2 separate regions of the Mus musculus genome follow, and region 2 is linked to region 1. Evidence: chromatin contacts called from public Hi-C data. All regions are on one chromosome and are shown on one strand. Each heading gives the region's core, a stretch centred on a gene start, on an enhancer-like site or on the middle of the called end of the contact. The rest is flanking DNA. Distances are from core to core; before and after follow the strand shown. Region 1 overlaps Cep44 (centrosomal protein 44). Region 2 overlaps Gm33501 (a long non-coding RNA gene).

Evidence for each region. Hi-C and Micro-C count contacts between places; a contact is called where the count stands out from the background.
Region 2: a contact with region 1 is called in a Hi-C map of the N1E-115 cell line, with 4 times the contacts expected there. The contact joins two enhancer-like sites. A contact is called at or near these places in 12 of 484 Hi-C or Micro-C datasets (the Ba/F3 cell line, the G1E-ER4 cell line, the HL-1 cell line and 6 more).

The regions. Positions count from the first base shown.
Region 1 is chr8:56,528,872-56,535,015 of GRCm38.p6, reverse strand. It overlaps Cep44 (centrosomal protein 44), which reads left to right. Exons shown (of 11, transcript NM_001009951.1): 9 at 2,116-2,240; 10 at 2,502-2,539; 11 at 3,284-3,494. The coding sequence ends at 3,326. Among named protein-coding and RNA genes, the nearest start is that of Gm24375, 10 kb to the right of the region's middle. Within about 2 kb of position 2,430, at least 4 of the 459 cell types and tissues checked have an H3K27ac peak or open chromatin away from gene starts, as enhancers often do. A contact at or near this core is called in the N1E-115 cell line, where this site is marked.
Region 2 is chr8:56,869,199-56,875,118 of GRCm38.p6, reverse strand. It overlaps Gm33501 (a long non-coding RNA gene), which reads left to right. Exons shown (of 3, transcript XR_378983.2): 3 at 2,804-3,005. Among named protein-coding and RNA genes, the nearest start is that of Gm33501, 17 kb to the left of the region's middle. Within about 2 kb of position 2,883, at least 2 of the 459 cell types and tissues checked have an H3K27ac peak or open chromatin away from gene starts, as enhancers often do. A contact at or near this core is called in the N1E-115 cell line, where this site is marked.

The DNA.
Region 1 (6,144 bases), core at 1,181-3,680:
GAAGAAAATAATACACATATTTAGAGGCATGGAAGTTACAGTTCCTGCTGAGTTAAATTATTTCTTAATATTGTCACGTTCCCGTGGCTCCTGTAAGCAGCCTGGTGTAGTTAGTCTTCAGAGCTGTGGCATGCGACCTTGTTAGTGTCCGGTAAATAAATAGATCACAACTCAGTAAATACCATACAGAAGGTGTCAAGTCTAATGACATTTCTATCTTAGAATTTTTTAACACCAAAATTAGTCGGATCATGTTTCATGTTAAGCTTGAGCTATTTTATTCAGGCTGAGTGTATTCAGGAGAATAAGCTGAGAAAACCATTCCCCAAGGAGGCTGGAGTAGACAACAGGTTGTCAAGGAGGATTTGGCTGTTTCGGATAAAAAGCATTTGTTTAGTCCATGAGTATTAATTCTTTAGCATCCAGGAAGGCCTACAAAAATGCTCTTTATGAAAACCAGTTTAAATGATTTATTTTTGGCTTCCTGTTTGTAGCCAGATTTTTAAATAGGCATGATTGATAGAAAAATGTTGTATCTATGTGTGCCGTTCAGTAATTGATGGAGTTAATGAGAAAAATATGCTTTCATTTTGCTACATTGATATCAGATTATCTGACATAAGGAAGGGTTTTTTGTTATAAAGAACCTAGATCTTGAATTTTTAACTTTTTTTACCATACGTTAACTCAAGATTGGATCCCTTTTGATATTAATATATATTTATTATATCTATATATATATTACACACATGTATTTTGTTATACATTATAACATGTATAAGTTTATATAATATGTAATATAGATAAATATATTTGTGTTATAATTATATTTTTTGTTATAGATGATAACACATACATATATACATAACTATATATAATTTTATATGATAAATATATGTAATGTATGATTATAATACAATATAATATTTGATTATGCTATATATCATATTAATATGATATTAATCATTAATATGATATATAAGTGACATACTTATATTTATTATTGTTTATATTATACATATATGTGTGTGTGTTATTTTTTAATTTTGTTTTGTTTTGTTTTTTTTTTGTTTTTTCGAGACAGGGTTTCTCTGTATAGCCCTGGCTATCCTGGAACTCACTTTGTAGACCAGGCTGGCCTCAAACTCAGAAATCTGCCTGCCTCTGCCTCTGCCTCCCAATTGCTGGGATTAAAGGTGTGTGCCACCACCGCCCAGCTATATATATGTTATATATGATATATTTTGTATAATGTATAAAAATATACATGTTTATATCATTTTTATATTTATTGTATATACTATATTATTTATATAATAGTATATACAATAATTATATACTGTATATAAATGTAATATATTATAAATTTATATATCTAAATATATTATATTATATTTATATATATAACATATATATTTAGTCAGTTTTTATAATTGCCACTAGCCACAAAACAAAGATAGAGCAATTTTGAAATTACTTCGACATTGCTTTAATAAAGCATTGTGAAAATTTTCTCATGATTCAATGTTATAGATGTCACCATTGTAAAAAAGGAACACATCAATAGGTGGTTTATATTTATTTTTCAAAATATATTCATTCATGTATCTTATGTATCTGAATGCTCTATTATGCACATCAGAATAGGGTCTCAGATCCCATTACAGATCACTGTGAGCCACCATGTGATTGCTGGAAATTGAACTCAAGTCGTGAAGAGTCAAGGGCTGTTGACTGCTGAGCCGTCACTCTAGTCCCAAGTAGTTTATAGTTTAACTTACGACCATTCCTACATGCTTAAAGTGATTCAGATCATGATAAAGGTAAAATGATTTTGGATTGGGGGCCGTGGGGAGACAGAGTTTCTCTGTATTGTTTAGGTCAGCCGTGAACTCATGCTGCTCAGCTCCCTACGTGTGTGTAATTACAAGCATGCACCACAGAGCCCAAAGGCATTCTAAAACTTTTATTAATTTTTAGCATCTGCCTCTATAAGAAAAATGTATGAAAAACTCATTTTATCTATACCAGGTAACCATTTTACATTATTTTATTTGTAAATACTTGGCTCCTCTGTATAATGGAAAGGGATCCTAAAATGTATTTTCTTCTCAGATAAAAACTACAGTGTGGGGGGAGCAGCAGGCAACTACCGCTCGTCTGGCTGTAGTGCAGTCTCATCAGAAACAGCACCCGGGAGCTCCATTGTTAATTACTGTGTCTTGAGAGAGTTCTCAGAGGTAAGAGAGCCTGTCAACTGCTTCGATGATTTCTAAGGTCGAGAAGAAACAAGTACTGTGTTTATATATAGTGTGTATAGTAGGGTATGGTATAGTGTTGGCAAGAACATGGTGACTTACAAATGTAATCTCTCAAGGGGTCTGTGTGTTGACTAGTCTCTGTAGGCAGTGTTCCCCAGTGTGTCTTCTATAGCCATGGTCTGTCTTTGAGGATTGTTTACTTTGAGAAATTGCCTAAATTTGTTGCTTTTCAAATTAAAGGAAACAACTATCCAGAAAATGGAAAGGATGAAAAAAATGTAAGTAACAGAGAGGGTGAGAGAAGCCATTGCTCTGTAGGAGCTGCCTTGGAGTGCCGTGTGGGCAGACTGGGCTTGTGTGTTCACACCTTGAAGTCTCCATCAGCTGTGGCTTTTCCTTCAGACTCAGTGGGTCATTGCTTTGCTTCCTGTGTGTGTGTGTGTGTGTGTGTGTGTGTGTGTGTGTGTGTGTGTGTGTGCTGAGTCATTTTGTTGGCTCCCAACAAGTAGTGTAACACACTGTCCACAGAGTTAATCATAGTTACAGAGGGCAGAGATGTTGCTAATTAATTCACATCTTTCTACTTGTGCTGATTGGTTTCCCAAACCCTTGTGAGCATGTAGCTGGATAGTTGGGGACATTTTCAGTTGTTAGTCCTGCTGGCTTTGGGATGCTGTTGATAAAGGAGCACAGTGCTGATGCTTTCATTGGGACAGGGGGGCAGTGCATCTAGTTTTGGCAAAGAGCAGTGTAAAGAAAATATATGATGAAATGGTATCACAATATTATGTACTCTACTACATTAAAAAAGTACAAAGCTCTTTAACATTAGCAAACTTCTAAAATAACTTAGGCTATGAGGGTTGACTTATTTATTTTTTTCTCTCTTCTATGTGCATGTATTAATGTAATTATATGTAAAAAGAGGAACACTCAGTTTATCTCAGGGTCAGAAACAAACAAAGTCCTGTCTTCCATTATGAGCCCTGCCCTTAGCTAACACAGCATTTGTTCTGTTCCAGGTTTGAAGAGACAGCAGAGTTACTGAAATGCTCAAGTCGCTAACTGTAGAATGTTCTGCATAATCGCTCCTAGGACTTTGGCTACTTATATATATTCTATATTTAAGAATTCTGTATATAATTTTAATATACGATAGTTTTTATTAAGAATTTGGATTCTATTTGATATGTGAGCTTTTTCATTCTTAAATAAATACTTTTAATATTTTAAGCTGTATATGTGCCGATTTTCTCTTCCAGTTTTCTTGGCAAAACTTTCTGTCTCAGTATATTGCTCTTACAGTGTGAAGTCATTACAGCACGCTCTGTAGTTTTGTGTTGACATTCACTGGCAGTGAGCTAGGTAATATGTTTTTGAAAGTATGGGTTGGAAGACATGGTCTGCATCTTGCTGGAGATAGTCCAACTGGGACTTGCATATTGTACTCAGGAGGCTCTCATATGTACAATCTTAGCGTATGTGTTGGTGAACCAGTTGTAACGCTCACTGAAAACTAAACAAATCTAGTTCTTCATGGGTAGTCAGTGCTGCTTTATCACTGCAGTGGTGACAGCGGGCGTCTTCTGTGTGTTTGCTGAGGGAACTGTGTCGGGTGTGTGAATACTCTGCTCTATAACCCTAGACCGTCAGCCCCGACCCAGATGCTGGCCCTCCATGGGATATGCAGTGGAGGTGCTCTGCACTTTCTAATGATGGATCGTTAACAACGTTTAAGGAGAGGAAAGGTCTTAAAGTTAAAGTGAAAGAAAATCAAAGTCACTGAGAAAGTTACTATGTGAATACCTTCTAACGTTGTAAATGAATATATAGCAATAGTAATTCTGGGTAATAGTCAAAATTATAGGAAGTTATCTTTTTATTTTTTACATCAGTCACCTCATTATACTGTATAATTTTATTTTAATGTTAAGTAGAAAATTAAGCTATAACTAGAAATAACTTGAGGAAAACTTTAGTATTCTAAGAAATGTTTAATGTTTACACTTTTAAAGTGTAATCTTTTATGTTAGCATTTAGAAGCATACAACCTTGAATTTAGTAACATTTCCAAAGCATATCTAGAATTCATGTTTTTTGAATTTCCAGGTCACTTAAGTTAGAAAAATGAAGAGAATTCAGTTGTGAAATGCTGTTATGTCCCCAGTATGAGAACCAGCATGGACTCACAGCGCCACCTTGTGGTCTCCACGCCACTCCGTTGGCTTTTAATAAAACAAATGAATCCTCATAAAACTCCAGATTTTTGAAAAAGAACATCTTTCAAGTTTTTCTGTTGAAAGATAGAATAAAATTGTTTCTGTCCCTTTGTCTCTGTCCTCCTCTTTTCTCTTATCTGTTTTGGTAAGTTAAATTTTTACAAATGACAACTTGTCTTTATAATAGGCATTGAGTAATAGAGTAATACACTATCTCAGTGAGAGGGGGAAGAAATATACTTTGTGAGAGAAAATCTTATTAAATAGATCTAAGAATAATACACTTTGAACTAAATGAATCAAAATAGTCACACAAGAGAACCATTGACCCCACAAAGTGCTATGTAAAGAAGGGAGAAGAAAAACCTGGGAATTTATGTGCTAGGAGGTCTCTATTGAAGTCAGGAAAGCTCAGATCTATTTTTCTATTTGAAAATGTAGCTACATACATTTGAAGGTCAAGTGATCTTCACTGAAAAAAGGAGATTAGTTCTGCCCCTGACCCCACAAAAACCTGCAGTGCAAGCCTTTACCCACCCAGCCACGGCACAGTTCGTACAGTTATCTGCTTTTTGTGTAGTATCATTTATGTTCGGATTTTACAAATTTATTGTCTCACTCCAAAGTCCTCACCACAGACAGCAGCGGTGTCAACAGACCTGTAAGGTCCTATGGTGACTGTAAGCAGCCACAAGGTCCTGAGGAGGTGACCCTATGGTCCAGACAGCTACCATTTCCTTTTCTCTGTCATATCCCATAAATACAAAATGAGATGGACTATTTCTAATCTAATAGATATAAAATATAGAAAACAATAGATATTAAATAAAACAGCAGAAACTAGAAATTAGGAACAAATTTTCTTATGGTGTTTTATAACAACTTAAAAATTAATACAAATTAAAAAAAATGTATAGTAGTATTGTATACTTACCAAGAGACTTACTTTAAAAACAACCTCTAAAATAAAAGTTTGACTCACTGAAATTGTTGAAGAGATGGAAATAATTATCTTCCTTTAGAAAATGCTTTCTTGGGCTAGGAAGCTGACTTGGTGATAAAGAGCACGGTTCCAGAAGGCTTGGATTCAATACCCAGTACCCACATGGCCGCTCACAAGTGTCTGTAATTCCAGAGCTAGGGGATCGACAGCCTCTTACAGACACACATGCAGGCAGCACATTAATACGCATCAAATGAACCATTAGAAAATGGTTTCAGGGCATTTGATAGTGGCTTTTTCATAATAAAGCAGCCCCTTTGGTTAAATGAAGATCATGAGGAAGGTGTGATTTCATCATTTACCCTCAGCTAACTGATTTTCATAGAGTCTGTCCCTTAAAATGGTTACTTGTCAGTAGTAGCTTGTTCTGCCCTGGAGCCATCGTGCATTTTTTCCTTATGCTGAGAAGCCAGGAAACAGCTGTGAATGGTCTGGCTGAGAATGTGCAGAAATACTGCAAGGAATGTGGAAGGAAAGTACCAGGCAGGATTGAAAAGTGACATCAAAGCCAAGGACTGGGTGCGCCGAAGAAGGCAGCTCTGTCCTGATGTTGTAATGGGAAGTTATAACCGGGCATACATACCACATAAAACTTAAAGGCCGTCTTAGGCCGCTCTGCCTACAGAGCTCCCTGGAATTGATCAGCACCTGAGGAAGCATT
Region 2 (5,920 bases), core at 1,634-4,133, 340 kb before region 1:
AGTCAGTATAGACATGTCTCCCTCAACAGCTTGGAAAATTGGGCAAGAGAAAGACAATATTTATAGCTTTTTAAGAAAAAAAAAAAAAGATTGTAGCTCACAAATCCCATGGGTTTTCAAGATACAATTTAAGGGTGTAGGGCGCAAGTTTATATCACAGAAACTGAGCAACTATGTAGAAAGTTTCTGAAATATATACAGAATATAAAGAATGCAAGTGGACATGAATATTAATTACATACAGAGCAAAAGCTGAGAAGAGTCACTTTTTACTTATATCCATAGTCATACTGTCTTATAGTATGTATTTATTTATTTCTCGACTTTTTATACTGGAAAAATTACTAAAAATAAAAATTTCAAAATTATTTAGACCCTGATAAATAAACAAAGATGCTTGTAGAAATCCTGTAGAAGAGTAAATATCTACTATGCTTTTCTCATTTACCTTGTCTAGAGTCAATGCCTTCCAAGCACTGCCTCATTCAGTCTTTACAATCAGTCCCCAAGACGACATTCACTATGAAAAATACCAGTCAAGGCCCTTTAAGAACAAAGTAACTTCCTCAGATTCCATAAAGAAGAAGATAATTACACCACATGATTCTCAGAGAACCAGTTCACCATTGGTACACTCATAAAATAAAAGTACACTCCCTATAAAAATAAAAGTAAAATAATGTTCAGAGAATTTAAATAAGAAAACAATAGAATATGTACATAGTTCGTTTCATATCAAACTGCCATACGTTTAGAACATAAAGCATATATAAAAATGTATTTAACTGCATTGGAAATATAAATTAAATAAATACCTAATAATAAAAAATGTATTTAACTGGGGATAATTAACCTCAGTGAAAACTAAATCAAAGAAGCAGAATTTTGTACAAAATGTCTGTCTAAAAATTTTTTTTTGAGAAATTAAGAACTATTTTCTTTTTTTTTCATCTCATTTCCTTTTTTTTTAAATTTATTACGTATTAAGAATTATTTTCAAAGGGGAAAAATCTTGGAAATTAAAATACTCTTACATGTGAATGAAATGCTATAAGAAAAACATCAAACCAGGAAATTGCTGATCAAAATGTCTAGAAAGAGGCAAATGTGCAACCAAAATCGATTAAGAGTCTGAGATACTGTGATGAGATTGGAAGGAATGGAAACAAATGAACCAGTAGGTCATCTCAATAATCTCGGCTCACTCCATATGTAGCAGAAGATGGCCTAGTCGGCCATCATTGGGAAGAGAGGCCCCTAGGTCTTGCAAACTTTATATGCCCCAGTACAGGGGAACACCAGGGCCAAGAAGTGGGAGTGGGTGGGTAGGGGAGCAGGGTGGGGGGAGGGTATAGGGATAGCATTTGAAATGTAAATAAAGAAAATATCTAATTTAAAAAAAAAGAATCTCAGCTCACATGGACCTGCTCCAAGTGATCTGTTGCCCTCTTCTGGCTACAGAAGCTACCTACACGTAATGAAGGGAAACCCACCCAGACACACACACACAAATCCCCATCATTTTGAATAAATAAATGAATGAATAAATAATAAATCTTTAAATATTTTGATATATATAAAGAATGAAGATGCTTACAATAAAAGACTTGTAGAAACAAAAGTACACTAAAAATTAAAGTAATGTTTAAAGACCATTTGGCCCTTGTTATTATTCTTACACACACACATGGACACACACAGACACACACGGACACACACACACAGCAAACACACACACACATGGACACACACACACAGCAAACATACACACACACAGCAAACACCCACCCACACACACACACACACACACTACACTGTACATAAATCCAAGTACATGTTATAATTGTGTTTTTTCTCATTATTGTTCTTCTCCGAGCTCTCCTAATGGTGAGTGTCATGACAGAACTTCTCTTGAACTCTTTCCTGATTGTATTCAGCTAATTTTTCAAATGTGTGTCCCCCTACTTTGGGTCATTTGTTGTAAATGTATGACTTTTACTCACTGACCACCATGTCTTTGAAGACATTTCATAGGGATGGTTTGGATGTACCAAATCTGAGATGGAAAAACAAAACAAAACAAAATAACTTCAGTTCCCGTGTGGACCATAAGCCATAGCGTCGGTTTCTGATAAATGTTCTTTGACATGGAGACCCAGTGCAGACTGGAGCAGAGACACAGAGAATGGCAGACTGAGGGGCAGAGCCGGCTTTGTCTGGGCCAAGCCAGGTCACAGGCAGCCCAGTTCCATCCTAGATTCTGCCATTGAGTTGTCTCAATAGCATCCCTATAGACTTTATTTTTGATCACTCAGAACTAATATACTGTCTTCTCAAAGTTTTATTTTTCTATTTCTACTAATTCTTGTTATTGATTGTACAAAACACAAAATAGAATCTGTAAGTATCCAGTATTGGTTCATTCATCCTTTTTTTTTTTTTTTTTTCCCTGCAAGTCTGATTTCTCCATGGCTTTATTAGCATCTAGCTCCCTGGTAGAGTACTTGCCTATCATAATAAGGTCCTGGAATTAACACCAATCAATGAGATAAACACTAATAATCTCTTTGTGGAGACTTTTTAAAAATGCGACCTATTCTTGAAAAGGGACAAGTTAATCCTGTTGTGGGTGGACTCTTCGGTCCTTTTTACCGTCAGTGATGTTTGATGTCCACATCTCCTAATCGCCTATCTGAAGGTTTATCCGTCTCCTTGGCGCGTCTTCCCCAGCCATCTTACTATAAGGGGCAGAGCGCATTTCCCGGTATCCTAATGCAGCCCCACATCTTCTCTTGCCAAACAGACAACCCAGAGAGACCATAATCCCTACATGAGCCACTCTTAGCTCTCCCAGGCTCAGCTGTTTCTGCAACTGATTTCCTATCTTGGAATGTCAAGTGCCACTCCCTGCCCAGCCTGTCTCCTGCTGGGATGTATTAGCAGAGACTGGAGTTCTGGAGGATGAAGATCCATGTCAAGATGTGCTTGTTTACAACATACTGATATGGTTTGCAGATACCACTGGTTTCTTGTGCCAGCCACGACAGATGCTGAGATGAGCAGTTTCAAACATTTGTTGGTACTGGAAAATAGATTGTGAGAAAAAGAAAGCATGCATAAAGAAAATAAACTATTCCATGACTTATGAACCTATGGGTCTTTGTATATGGTAAGGTTGCTATGTTTTATTTTTTATTTTTTTTTTCCATTTTTATTAGGTATTTAGCTCATTTACATTTCCAATGCTATACCAAAAGTCCCCCTTACCCACCCACCCCCACTCCCCTACCCACCCACTCCCCCCCTTTGGCCCTGGCGTTCCCCTGTACCGGGGCACACAAAGTCTGCGTGTCCAATGGGCCTCTCTTTCCAGTGATGGCCAACTAGGCCATCTTTTGATACATATGCAGCTAGAGTCAAGAGCTCAGGGGTACTGGTTAGTTCATAATGTTGTTCCACCTATAGGGTTGAAGATCCCTTTAGCTCCTTGGGTACTTTCTCTAGCTCCTCCATTGAGAGCCCTGTGATCCATCCATTAGCTGACTGTGAGCATCCACTTCTGTGTTTGCTAGGCCCCGGCATAGTCTCACAAGAGACAGCTACATCTGGGTCCTTTCGATAAAATCTTGCTAGTATATGCAATTGTGTCAGCGTTTGGATGCTGATTATGGGGTGGATCCCTGGATATGGCAGTCTCTACATGGTCCATCCTTTCATCTCAGCTCCAAACTTTGTTTCTGTAACTCCTTCCATGGGTGTTTTGTTCCCACTTCTAAGGAGGGGCATAGTGTCCACACTTCAGTCTTCATTTTTCTTGAGTTTCATGTGTTTAGGAAATTGTATCTTATATCGTGGGTATCCTAGGTTTTGGGCTAGTATCCACTTATCAGTGAGTACATATTGTGTGAGTTCCTTTGTGATTGTGTTACCTCACTCAGGATGATGCTCTCCAGGTCCATCCATTTGGCTAGGAATTTCATAAATTCATTCTTTTTAATAGCTGAGTAGTACTCCATTGTGTAGATGTACCACATTTTCTGTATCCATTCCTCTGTTGAGGGGCATCTGGGTTCTTTCCAGTTTCTGGCTATTATAAATAAGGCTGCTATGAACATAGTGGAGCATGTGTCCTTCTTACCAGTTGGGGCTTCTTCTGGATATATGCCCAGGAGAGGTATTGCTGGATCCTCCGGTAGTACTATGTCCAATTTTCTGAGGAACCGCCAGACTGATTTCCAGAGTGGTTGTACAAGCCTGCAATCCCACCAACAATGGAGGAGTGTTCCTCTTTCTCCACATCCTCGCCAGCATCTGCTGTCACCTGAATTTTTGATCTTAGCCATTCTCACTGGTGTGAGGTGGAATCTCAGGGTTGTTTTGATTTGCATTTCCCTGATGATTAAGGATGTTGAACATTTTTTCAGGTGCTTCTCTGCCATTCGGTATTCCTCAGGTGAGAATTCTTTGTTCAGTTCAGAGCCCCATTTTTTAAGGGGGTTATTTGATTTTCTGAGGTCCACCTTCTTGAGTTCTTTATATATGTTGGATATTAGTCCCCTATCTGATTTAGGATAGGTAAAGATCCTTTCCCAGTCTGTTGGTGGTCTTTTTGTCTTATAGACAGTGTCTTTTGCCTTGCAGAAACTTTGGAGTTTCATTAGGTCCCATTTGTCAATTCTCGATCTTACAGCACAAGCCATTGCTGTTCTGTTCAGGAATTTTTCCCCTGTGCCCATATCTTCAAGGCTTTTCCCCACTTTCTCCTCTATAAGTTTCAGTGTCTCTGGTTTTATGTGAAGTTCCTTGATCCACTTAGATTTGACCTTAGTACAAGGAGATAAGTATGGATCGATTCGCATTCTTCTACATGATAACAACCAGTTGTGCCAGCACCAATTGTTGAAAATGCTGTCTTTCTTCCACTGGATGGTTTTGGCTCCCTTGTCGAAGATCAAGTGACCATAGGTGTGTGGGTTCATTTCTGGGTCTTCAATTCTATTCCATTGGTCCACTTGTCTGTCTCTATACCAGTACCATGCAGTTTTTATCACAATTGCTCTGTAGTAAAGCTTTAGGTCAGGCATGGTGATTCCACCAGAGGTTCTTTTATCCTTGAGAAGAGTTTTTGCTATCCTCGGTTTTTTGTTATTCCAGATGAATTTGCAAATTGCTCCTTCTAATTCGTTGAAGAATTGAGTTGGAATTTTAATGGGGATTGCATTGAATCTGTAGATTGCTTTTGGCAAGATAGCCATTTTTACAATGTTGGTCCTGCCAATCCATGAGCATGGGAGATCTTTCCATCTTCTGAGATCTTCTTTAATTTCTTTCTTCAGGGACTTGAAGTTTTTATCATACAGATCTTTCACTTCCTTCGTTAGAGTCACGCCGAGATATTTCATATTATTTGTGGCTATTGAGAAGGGTGTTGTTTCCCTAATTTCTTTCTCAGCCTGTTTATTCTTTGTGTAGAGAAAGGCCATTGACTTGTTTGAGTTAATTTTATATCCAGCTACTTCACCGAAGCTGTTTATCAGGTTTAGGAGTTCTCTGTTGGAATTTTTAGGGTCACTTATATATACTATCATATCATCTGCAAAAAGTGATATTTTGACTTCCTCTTTTCCAATTTGTATCCCCTTGATCTCCTTTTGTTGTCGAATTGCTCTGGCTAATACTTCAAGTACTATGTTGAAAAGGTAGGGAGAAAGTGGGCAGCCTTGTCTAGTCCCTGATTTTAGTGGGATTGCTTCCAGCTTCTCTCCATTTACTTTGATGTTGGCTACTGGTTTGCTGTAGATTGCTTTTATCATGTTTAGGTATTGGCCTTGAATTCCTGATCTTTCCAGAACTTTTATCATGAATGGGTGTTGGATCTTGTCAAATGCTTTTTCTGCATCTAACGAGATGATCATGTGGT